Regions from separate parts of the Sus scrofa genome. Here regions 2 and 3 are each linked to region 1. A link is a contact called in public Hi-C data. All regions are on one chromosome and are shown on one strand. Each heading gives the region's core, a stretch centred on a gene start, on an enhancer-like site or on the middle of the called end of the contact. The rest is flanking DNA. Distances are from core to core; before and after follow the strand shown.

Region 1 (3,926 bases), core at 1,009-3,508:
AGTGTCTCTAATATTTCCACTGGTGAACTTACCCCCAGATATCTCCGCAGAGATAAACTGCCTTAAAAGAAGAAACTGCTTTTGCAAAATTGTCTCCAACACCAGGGCATTCTCTGCCTTTGGCGCCATATAAATTGATTTTTTTTTTAATCTTTTTGTCTCTTGAGGGCTGCACCACAGCATATGGAGGTTCCCAGGCTAGGGGTCTAATCAGAGCTGTAGCCACTGGCCTGCACCAGAGTCACAGCAATGCCAGATCCTTAACCCACTGAGCAAGACCAGGGATCGAACCCATGACTTCATGGTTCTTGGATTCGTTTCCACTGCACCATTATGGGAACTCCAAAATTGGTGGGTTTTTTTGGTCTTTTTTTTTTTTAGGGCCACACCTGCGGCATATGGAGGTTCCCAGGCTAGGGGTCTAATCGGAGCTGTAGCCACCGGCCTACACCACAGCCACAGCAACTCGGGATCCGAGCCACATCTGCGACCTACACCACAGCTCACAGCAACGCTGGATCCTTAACCCACTCACTGATCGAGGCCAGGGACCGAACCTGCAACATGTTTCCTGGTAAGAGTCGCTTCTGCTGCACCACGATGGGAACTCCCAAAATTGATATATTTTTGAAAAACAAGTCCACAGCACAATATTGTAAGTCAGCTATACCTCAATAAAACTCTAAAAAATGAAAGAAAAAAACATCATGAGAATTCCCATCATGGCTCAGTGGTTAACGAATCTGACTAAGAACCATGAGGTCGTGGGTTCGATCCTTGGCCTTGCTCAGTGGGTTAAGAATCTGGTGTTGCTGTGAGCTGTGGTGCAAGTTGCAGACACAGCTTGGATCTGGCATTGCTGTGGCTGTGGTGTAGGCCAGCAGCTGTAGCTCCGCTTAGACCCCTAGGCTGGGAACCTCCATGTGCTGGGGGTGCGGCCCTAGAAGACAAAAAAGAAAAAAAAATCATGTACTTAAGAACTCAATCACATAGCTTTGCATTTTTGTGTGTTAAAAGTGTTGATATGGAATGTATAAGCGAGGAGATCCTGCTGTATAGCACTGGGAACTATATCTAATCACTTGTGATGGAGCAGGATGGAGGATAATGTGAGAAAAAGAATGTGTGTATATATATGCATGTGTGTGTGTGTGTGTATGTGTGTGTGTGTGTGTGTGAGAGAGAGAGAGAGAGAGAGAGACTGGATCACTGTGCTGTACAGTAGAAAACTGACAGGACACTGTAAACCATCTATAATGGAAAAAATAAAAATCACTAAAAAATTAATAAAAAATAAGTGTTAATAAGTGTTACATAAATGTGAATTCAACAAAGGCAGAGATTCTGAGGTGCTTAAGTCTGCGTCATAACCCTTGTGCATAGGAAAGCGGCACATAGTAGGTGCTCAGTTAACATTTATTGAAGGAAGAAATAAATGAAATGTACACATTTAAAATAATCCACCATCTTCCTGACCTTGAGAACCAATTAATAGGTGCTCAGTCAAGGGCAGTGCTCCTCCAACCCTGGAGACAATTGGAAATATGAAATGTTGGTTTTAGTTGTCTCGGTGACTAAAGGGTGGCTATTCTAGGGGTCTTAAATGCCCTGCAGTGCCAGGATGGCCCCAACCAAAAAAAATGTCAATGGCATCCGGTTCAGAAACATAAACATCAACTTGCCAATTCCTAAGGGACCTGTGTCTCCAGACTCTACAGAATGTGACACAGACTGGGCGATTAATGAAGTTCAGCCAAAGAGACTGGAGGGAACCGGGAAGGAAGGCAACGGCTGGGGCGGGGACGGGGGGTGGCGGCAGTGGAGGGGGGTTAGGCAGGGCCAAAAGAGGGTTACTAGTAGAGAAGTAGAGAAAAGGCCTCCCGGCCTTGAGAGAAACCCAGGTCCCTTGCATCTTCTGATGTTCCCAGCATATTTAAAGGGCAGGCTATGCCAAATTGAAAAGCTTCTGGATGAAAGGCTAAGATCCCCGAGTCGGGCCAGGAAAATCCCAGGATGGCTCTCAGGCCAGCAGCCAGGGTCTGGCTGCCCCTCCGAGCTCCCAACAGAAAGTTCAGCAAGTTCAGGTCCTAGCGCCCTTCAGGGAGTGAAGGCCGTCCCACCCAGCCGGGATGTGTGCCCGGGGTGCGCAGCTTGTTGGAAAACCGCCCACGTGGGAAGCCCGGGCTGCATTTCCGCCTGAATCCGCCTGCGCTCCCACCTCCCAACCGATTCCCTGCGCGGCCGCCCCTCGCCCACTAGGTGGCGCCTGAGCTCTTGGTGGGCGCCTCTCCGGCGCAGACGAGAGCGACCGCCGAGCCCGGCGACAGATCGAACCCGAGTCCCAGGATTCCGGGAACTGGAGGGCAGCGCCGGCAGCCAAGGTAAGATTCCTGAGCCCCGGGCGTCTCCTGCGAACCTCTGTGGTTGGGGTGGGCAGCGTGGCGGCCGCCGAGCCCCGCTGGCCGTCTCCGCAGATGACCAGACTCGTCGCCGCGGCCGCACGTGTGGGTGCCTGCGGGAACCCGGAGACCCGGCATCTCCAAGCCAGGCCTAGAGGCAGAGCAGGACCCCGGGTCTCTCGCACACACACATCCTCCACTAGCCGGTGCCTCTGGAAAGCCTGCTCAGATTCCCGAACAGCCAGTCCTAGGAGGAAAAAAAAAAAAAAAAAGAGTTTCTGTTACCCAAAGCGACTGCAGCGTTGGAGCTGAGTGCACATTAGATCCAAAACACCATTTCTCAAACTTGCCTGCACGTTGGAGTCGCTTGGGAAGCACTGAAAAATACTGATGCCCCGTTTCCCTCTCACCCCACCCTCCTCCGAGACTCAGATGTAAGTGGTCTGAGTTGGGGCCTGGGCATCTGGAAATTTAAAGCTTCCCAGGAGATTCCAACTAGCCATCAAGTCTAAGGACCCTTGATCTAAAAAGATTGTAGAAAATAAAGCGGCCGACAGTTGTTGCAGCGAAGAATGCTGCTGCTGCTTCTCCTCCTCCTTCTTCAGCATGCCTTTGACAGGAAACATCTCCTTTGAGCTGTCAAACCCAAGATAACAAACCAACATCCTCCCTCCCCACAGGGCTGGTTCTAAAGAGGTTGAACTTGAAAGTGGACAGGGAACAGAAAGACACAGATGTAGAATATGAAAGAAGACTCTTGCGGGGGGGGGGTTCTCCTTATCCTGATCCCACAGGAAGTTCAGGGGGCCTCCTGGAGCTGCCATTATAATTTTAGTAAATGCTGCGCATACAGCAAAGCGGTTGTGAGCATGGGCTTGGAGTCCCCAGAGCCAGCCCTTCCTGGGCTGGATGACCCTTGAAAAACTCATGGATCCACTCCTCGCCTGAGTTTCTTCATCTGCAAAATGGGAGTGGAGCAGAAAGGTCTGAGAGTTGCTGTGGGAATGATTGACCGCCAGGGTCTGCTTGTGCCGGCCACTGTGCTAAATACTTTCTCTGCATTGCCACACTGACTCCTCACCATAGCTGAGGAGCCGGTGCTCAGAGAGGCCAAGAGACTTGCTCAGGGTTAAATAATAAGAGGCAGACCCTGTGTTTGAACCCAGGCAGTCTGATTCCAGAGCCCCTGGCAAAAGTAAAATAATCTGGGCGTTCCCTTTATGGCTCAGCCGAAACAAATCTGACTAGCATCCATGAGGACACAGGTTCAATCCCTGGCCTCGCTCAGTGGATTAAGAATCTGGCATTGCTGTGAGCTGTGGTGTAGGTCACAGATGTGGCTCAGATCCCAAGCTGCTATAGCTGTGGTGTAGGCCGGCAGCTGTAGCTCCGATTCAACCCCTAGCCTGGGAACCTCCATATGCCACGGGTGCAGCCCTAAAAAGACAAAAAAGACCAAAAAAAAGTGCAATAATCTGCTGTTTCCCTTATTGATGGAGAGAACATAGAAAAAGCACTTCACACAGG
Region 2 (3,926 bases), core at 681-3,180, 320 kb after region 1:
AAGGTACTGCCAAACAACATGTAAAAATGCAACACAGGAGGGCACAAGAGATTTCACAAACACGAGTCTTCCAAACACCAAAGCTTCGAGAAGTGGATAAGACAGCATGTCTCAAAGGTCACAAAGTCAGTGGGTCATTTACTAAAAACACAAAGGAAGAGCAGCAAGTGGAGCTGTAAGAACAGCAGCTTGTCTGCCCTGGTGACTTCCTCCAGGCTCCAGCAGGTTTAAGGCAGAGCTCCTTGAGATTCCTACTTGCAACAATCAAAAGTCTGAGCATGAAAGAGTCAAAATTTAAGCAACATTTTACTAAATTCATGAGAAGCAAATAATTAGAGAAGCATGTACCAAATGTCCCTAATCAGCAGAAATTTGTTTTGGGCCAATCATTTGACATCATAGGTGGGCCCTGTAACCTGCCAGTGCCCATTACAGCTGTTTTGCTTTCCAAGATACAATGCCACCCAATAATTAAATCAAAGGAAGGAGGATTCTTGTTCTTCCACTTACCTGATGACTTACATTCAATAAGTAGCAACTTGCTACTGAGAGCTCCCTGCAAATCTGCCTTTAAAGGTGACTATGATACAGGTGAAAACGCTTGGGACATCAAAACCTGGGTGGGGGTATAGATAATCCTTTTGGGCAAGTATGAAAACAACAGTGGTTCTCAGGTCCCGAGTAATATATGAAGCACCCAACTGACATCTAGGACAGACCTGATTTAACAGGGGAACCTATCCCCTGGGATACACTGTGCACCACCATATAAATTTACTGGGGTGGATCAGTCACCTGTAAGGTCCCTTCCAAGTCGAACACGTAATGATTCAACAAGTTTGCCTTTAAGAAGCAAATAAAACTGACTTCCAGCTTCTCCTGTCTTTAAAAAAGAGGTACTGTCTACTGCTCCCTATGTATCCAGCAAAGACATAACCACCTGGAGAATTTTAAAACATTTTTCAGGAGTAACTCACCACTTAATAGATGTCTACCCTACCCAGGCGCAGTATTGCAGTTTCTAAAAGGAGTAACATAGATAGAAGAAAACACAGGACAAGTCCTAGTCATTCGAAACAATTTTAGACTTTGTGCTGCTTTGGTCGTACATCAACACGAGCGCCTTTCTTTACAACGTAAAGCTGAGAAGCCCTATCTTGGCTAGCCCTACATGAATGATCCGCACCAAAACTTAGGGGATGCGCGGTGCGTTCCTCCTATGTACCATAGACCCTACACAGGCACAAGACCCCGAACAGCCCTAAATTCTTTCTTAAGGGGCGAAGGAGGAGGACCCGGGGAAAAGATGAAAACAGCCTTGACCCCGGCCCCTTGGGACACCCGGGACGGGAACCCTCGCCTGGGGCGGAAACCCATCTCTGCGCATGCAGGGAATCTGGACAAACCTGTCTCGGGATGATGCAAGGCAGGGGCCAAAGCCCTACTCGCAAGCATAGGGCGAAGCCGGCCCCAGGCCCGCGAAACACTGGCGGGGACGGGGGAGCTGGGGGCTCGAGACTCGGACCCCACCCCCACCCCCGACCTGGGAGCGGGTTGGAGCCGGGCGTGGGGACGGGGCCCCGAGGAGGGTAGGCCCCGGACGGGGCGAGCCAGTCAGGCCCGCCTGCCCTCCTCAGGCCGGCCCGGCCCAGCTCCCCAAGAGCCCCCAAAGCCAGTCCGGGTCGCCGCAGCCGCCGGGGCATCAGGTATCTGCAAAGGCGGACAGGTGCCCTGCCCCGCCCCCGTGTCCCAGCTCGGCCTCCGTCACTAGCGAGTCGAGAGCCCCCCATACGGTAGGCAAATGCCGGACCCGGGGACGCAGGTGGCCCGGGTTTGAGGGCTCCACGGCCCTCGTGAACCTACCACCGTTCTGACAATGCCCCTCACCTTGGTGCTTTTAACGCAGTGTTCCCGGCTGCCGAGCGCCGTGGCGGCCCCACAGCATCTCTGGCCGCAGCGCGAGCCCGGACCCTGCCTACTCCCCGCCCCGCCCGGCTCTTGGCCTTGAGCTCCGCCCCTCATCCCTCTCTCCCCACCACCCCCGGGCCCGGAAGCTTCCGCCCAGCCTCACAGCGCCGAGTGGCTCCCATACCTGTCCGCCAAGGACGTTCTTCCGGGGGCGTTGGGGCGGCGACACTAGGGCCTGCCAATCAAATCTGCTCGGCTCGGGTGGGGCTGCACTTGACCCTCCCCTTACATAACAGGGAACCCTTACTCACAGAAGTTTCGGCCTGGGGGCAGGGAGGCGGCGGAAACAAGTGCCTGGACATAATTGGTCACGGCATCCGCCAGTCACCATGGAAACCAGCCCCAAGGTTTGTTCTTGGCCCGCACTGCGTTTCAAGAAGGCTGTGACGGGGTGTTTCCCAAGCCTGGGGCGGGGAGGAGCGCGGGGCAGGAGCCCTCTGAGAGGAGCCTGGGGGCGGGGCAGTCTCCCGACATCCTGGCCGCCCGCCCTGTTCGCTCCCCTGCTCCAAGCAGCCGGAGACCGCCACGTCCTGCCCACCTGGGTTGAGACGTCCTGCAGTGGGAGGGGCTGGGGTCTCTGTCAGGTTGGGAGAACCTAGTAGAACACCAGGTGTGCCGTGAGAAACGCCCAGTTTCTAAGGAATGGAGGAGTGAAGGGACACGGAGGATGGGGAGCTAAACTTACTAAGTCATCCTTTGGCAGTAGCACTGCCAGAAGAGCGTTTGTAAAGTCCATATCGGACCCAATCTCTAGAACCCGAATCTGGAGAAGTACCAACAAAGTACCTTGGTCACAAGCTCCTCTGGTGGTCCTGGTATGCACTGAAGTTTAAAGACCCTCTCTCGTGGTAACATAGCTCCCGGTCCTCTGAGTTTTAACTTTTATTTTTACCTCGCAAACCCCTTCTTTGATCTGGAATATTTTTACCACATCTAACCCACGCTAACTGTAAAGTTAGAAAGGCGCTCAAAAGCCTTCCACGGGAGCCATTTCAGACGAATAAGATCTACACCCCGCCTGATTTCCAAGGCACCCCCCACGCTGGCCTCGTTCCCATACTCCCATTTCATTTCCCACGTTTCTCTCCAGCCTCATTCTGTGACGGCTGCCCTTGGCTTTCACACCTACAAGCCTTTTCTTACCATGGTCTCGTCTCTTGGGATGTCCTTCCAGTCTCCACCTAACTCTGTCTTATACCCAGAAAAGGACAAATAGTCTCTGATCGGGTTGCTTGTTCAATTTTTGGTTGCCTTTAACATTCTGGTAAAACCACCTCTTTGTGAAATGGCAGGCAGCTAAACGCCTCTAATCCCAAGGGTTGGTTCTGAGATCCACTTTCCTCTTCTAGCGAAAAACATTCCTGAGCCATTTCCTTTTGTCCAGTTTGAATACACTTAGGAATGCTCTAATGCCCTTAATATTCATCTCAGTGACTATGAAGAGGAAGATAAGCAGGAAATCCTTTCTCCTGGCCACAGGTGGTCTCCCTTGGCACTTCTCTAACCCAATCCTTCCCAACCTCCTTGGCAGACTCATCATCCTCTGAACTTTTTTCCAATCTCACCCTCTGCTCTCCTCCTTGGCAATCTCATCCCTTCCCTAAGCTTCGCCAAGGACTCACATCATTTTTCCAGCTCAGACCTCTCCACTGAGTGTCAGATGCCTACACCAAACTGCCCATTTAGCACCGGATCCTTCAGACACATTATTAGAATCCTTACAGCTGCCTGTGCTGGAAAACCCAACTCAAACCTGCTTGCAGAGCAAGGGGATTTGCTTCAAGTGGTAGGGCAGGTTACAGTGGTAGCACCCTGGGCTCTGGCACTGCTTTCCTTCTAGTGCCTGGAATTTTCAGGCTGGTGTAGCAAGATGGCTGTTGCCATTCCAGATACACTCAGATATGACAATGTCTAGCAAAATAAAAAGGATCCTTTTCTTCCAGGGGTCTTTTTAAAAT
Region 3 (3,926 bases), core at 524-3,023, 270 kb after region 1:
TGGGCATGCCTAAGGCACACAGAAGTTCCCTGCCCAGGGACTGAACCTATATCACAGCAGCCACCCGAGCTGCTGCAGTTACAATGCCAGATCCTTAAATTACTATACCCCAGGGGAACTCCTGAACTTTCTGAAAATAAAAAAAAATATATATATATATATATTTTAGGGCCGCGCCCACGGCATATGGAAGTTCTCAGGCTAGGGGTCAAATCAGAGCTACAACTGCTGCCCTAAGCCACAGCCACAGCAATGGCCAGATCTGAGCCGAGTCTTCAACCTATACCACACTTCACGGCAACGCCAGATCCCCAACCCACTGAGTGAGGCCAGGGATCAAACCTGCAACCCCATGATTTCTACTCGTATTCGTTTCTGCTGCGCCACAACAGGAACTCATAAAAAATATATTTTTGATCCACAAATGATTGAACCTGTGGATGCACAACCTTTGCAGACTGAGGGCCCACTGCATCTTTTACATATCATGGGTGTTTTTCTTAATGACCTGTACATATTCCTTTGAAATGTAGTCATCAGGAAGGATATGGCCTCATCTCCCAGTCTCTGTGGGAGGATTGTCTTCTTCTTCTTCTTTTTTTTTTTTTTTTTGTCTTTTTGCCTTTTCTAGGGCCGCTTCCCTCGGCATATGGAGGTTCCCAGGCTAGGGGTCTAATTGGAGCTGTAGCTGCTGGCCTACACCAGAGCCACAGCAACTCCGGATCCAAGCCGTGTCTGCGACCTACATCACAGCTCATGGCAACGCCAGATCCTTAACCCACTGAGCAAGGCCAGGGATCCTTAACCCACTGTGCCACAATGGGAACTCCAGGGAGGGCTGTCTTCTAACTTCAACAAACTGACAACTAGCAGAACCTGGTGGCCTAATCACATTCATACTCACCAATCCTTCCTACTTTTTTTTCTTGAGCTCTGCTCTCGCACCATCTCTTCTCCTTCATCTCTCCTTTAAAACCTCAATCATCTCTGCACAAATCAAAACAGAACCCAGTTCTTCCCCCTAATGTCAGTAGTGATGGAATAAAATATTTTCATCCCTTTCACTGATGAAAGCTTCCTCTTGGAGAAGAGGCTTCTCCAAGGGACCTGGGCTTCCTCACAGTATGGTGGCTGGGTTTAGAGATTCAGTGGAAAGAGAGAGAGAAGTGACCCCATACAAAACTTCAATGCCTTAAGACTCCTAGTGCATGAAAATGTTTTATACTGTACCCCCTGTAAATCCATAAGGATTGGAAATATAGGGATTCATAAAGATTTGAACAGAGATAGCAAAATGAAAATAAAAGAATGAATTTAAAGCAACGGAGTGACTAAGAATAGTACAAATACAGTCACCTGTAGGTGAAGATAAATTCACCCTATGGGGAAAAAAGAATTAATACTTAAAAAAAAAATCCAATAATTACTTGAAAGTCTCACATGAAATTTAAAAACAGTAAAAAACTAAAAGAGACCCCTAAATTTGAATTTAGGCAGACTCTTACTATAATATTTATTTTTTAGATAAGGACGCGCAGGTGATGGGTATTCTGGGGACATCTTGGACACTACACCTTCTCAAGTCAATGTTTCTTGGATGGTTTCTCTTCAATACAGCCCTGCAAAAATGGTCTCTCTATGAGGAGGTACCTGAAATATACAAAAGTCCCTTTTATTTAACCCGGAGGGAGACGACACGAGATGATTTTTAAAATATGATTTTTGATCCCCGTGGGCTGGACTACATTTCCCAGCAGGCCTCACTCGGAACTACGGGTGCCGACGTGAGGTCTAGCGCCGTTGGCGGCGGCGCAGTCTTGAAGCGGGCGGCGGACAGGCGGGCGCTTTGCGGTTTGAATGGCTGCGGGCCCGGGCCCTCGGCTCACCTGAGGACCGGCCGCCCAGGTGTGCACTATGCCGTCGGGAGGCGACCAGTCGCCGCCGCCCCCTCCTCCCCCTCCGGCGGCGGCGGCCTCGGACGAGGAGGAGGAAGACGATGGCGAGGCGGAGGACGCCGCGCAGCCTTCTCGGTCGCCAGCCCCTCAGACCCAGCAACGGTTTGAAGAGCTGTGCAGCCGACTGAACATGGACGAGGCGGCGCGGGCGGAGGCCTGGGACAGCTACCGGAGCATGAGCGAGAGCTACACGCTGGAGGTGAGCCCGGGGGAGGAGACCAGCGGCTTTCTGGGCCTAGTGGTCGCGCCTCGCCTCCGGGGACGGGGCCCCATCTCACCCCGGCTAGGACGCCCTGCGGGGGGATCCCCCGGGCCGACCCCAGCCTTGAGCCGGGAGGGAAACCTCTCTGCGCAGCTTCGTTCTGGAAACCTGGCTCTTGAAAAACTCTTGACGGTCCGGAAAGTGAACCCTGACTCGCTGCTCTTCCCTCTCCGGTTCCGAAGGGAGAACAGCCCTTGCCCTAAAGTAGCACTGCGAGGCTGAGGTTGGGCTGGAGTCCAATTACAAAAACACAACCACCTTGTTGGCAGAATGAACAGGTGCAGTTGTCAAGATCAAGACCATACTCGGGGGGGTGGGGGTGGGGTGCAGGGACTTGCCTACGTTCGCACCGAGATTAACCCGATTTTAGCGCCTGCGTTTCCAGGCTTCTTCAGTTCTTTTCCTCTTGTAGCAAATTGCTTTCGTTCAGGCAGTGTATCCGTTTGAGTACATTGTTAACGTTTCGGGCTGTGTTTATGTATGTGTAAACAAAGACGAATCTTCCGTAGAGCAAAAGAAACGAGCTTTCTGCCTGCCTAGATATAGACTCACGTCTCTAGGAAGTCAGAAATGGGGCGACCTTGGGGACCTTTTGGTCCCCCCAGACATTGCACAGGACTCTTATAGTCGCTGTGATCAAGGTGTGTTTTGTCTCTTTCTTTGGACGGGGCTTGCAGAGGAGAAAAATGGCCATTCTAGCCAGTGAGGCTCTACTCTGTAGGCACCTCCCCTTTATGGGCCAATGGGAAGTGACACGGAAGTCTACATTGTTTATCTGCTGTTTGACTGCCTGTTTGAGTGGTATTTAAACAGGAGGCCATATGATTTTCTTAAGTTATTTTATAGTTTATGGCAAGTAGGCGAATAGGCTCAGAATGGGAAGGTCTAACTGAGGTGTTATTTAACTAAAATCAGTTTTCTTTTATGTTACAGGGAAATGATCTTCATTGGTTAGCATGTGCCTTATACGTGGCTTGCAGAAAATCTGTGCCAACTGTAAGCAAAGGAACAGTTGAGGGAAACTATGTATCTTTAACCAGAATCCTGAGATGTTCAGAGCAGAGGTAACTCAGCTATATTAGAGTTTGTAGTGTGACTAATATAAAAGCTTATAAATCACAGTGACCATGAGAATTCTCTTTATTTATTATTTTCTGAGCATTTGTACCTATGGAGTGCTAAATTTAGAAGCTAGGTCATGGTTTTCCTTTACCACATCTAAGTTAGTATCCATTATATGTTATTTATTTGTCAAAAAGTATTTACATTTTATTTTATTTTATTTTGCTTTTTAGGGCCACACCCGTGGCATATGGAAGTTCCCAGATTAGGGGTCAAATAGGAGCTGTGGCCTACGCCACAGCAATGCCAGATCTGAGTTGCATCTGCGACCTACACCACAGCTCACAGCAACCCTAGATCTTAACCCACTGAGCAAGGCCAGGGATCAAACCCACATCCTCATGGATACTAGTTGGGTTCATTACTGCTGAGCCATAATGGGAACTCCTTAAATTTTAATGTACTGGGCATTTGTATAAAGTGTTTACTATTAAAGGTTATGACTCATCCTTATGTAATATTGGGAGAATTCTAAATAAGGATATTCTAAAATGAAAAGGTAATAAAATATTATATGGTGTTAAATTTAGAGCTACGTACACAAGACTTGTATCTTATATATGGAACATGTAAATACTTAGTTTCCT

What was found. Hi-C and Micro-C count contacts between places; a contact is called where the count stands out from the background.
Region 2: a Hi-C map of epiblast stem cells shows a contact between it and region 1, with 2.3 times the contacts expected there. The contact joins the promoter of AKTIP here to the promoter of CHD9 in region 1. A contact is called at or near these places in 3 of 47 Hi-C or Micro-C datasets (embryonic fibroblasts, epiblast stem cells and fibroblasts) and 2 of 2 datasets of contacts at active chromatin or transcription factors (alveolar macrophages and skeletal muscle).
Region 3: a contact with region 1 is called in a Hi-C map of skeletal muscle, with 5 times the contacts expected there. The contact joins the promoter of RBL2 here to the promoter of CHD9 in region 1. A contact is called at or near these places in 5 of 47 Hi-C or Micro-C datasets (heart right ventricle, liver, omental adipose tissue and 1 more).

The regions. Positions count from the first base shown.
Region 1 is chr6:32,070,307-32,074,232 of Sscrofa11.1, reverse strand. It overlaps CHD9 (chromodomain-helicase-DNA-binding protein 9), which reads left to right and starts at 2,258. Exons shown (of 40, transcript XM_021094174.1): 1 at 2,258-2,381.
Region 2 is chr6:31,745,684-31,749,609 of Sscrofa11.1, reverse strand. It overlaps AKTIP (AKT interacting protein), which reads right to left and starts at 1,930. Exons shown (of 10, transcript NM_001243463.1): 1 at 1,888-1,930.
Region 3 is chr6:31,799,894-31,803,819 of Sscrofa11.1, reverse strand. It overlaps RBL2 (retinoblastoma-like protein 2), which reads left to right and starts at 1,773. Exons shown (of 22, transcript XM_021094168.1): 1 at 1,773-2,154; 2 at 3,151-3,281. The coding sequence starts at 1,915.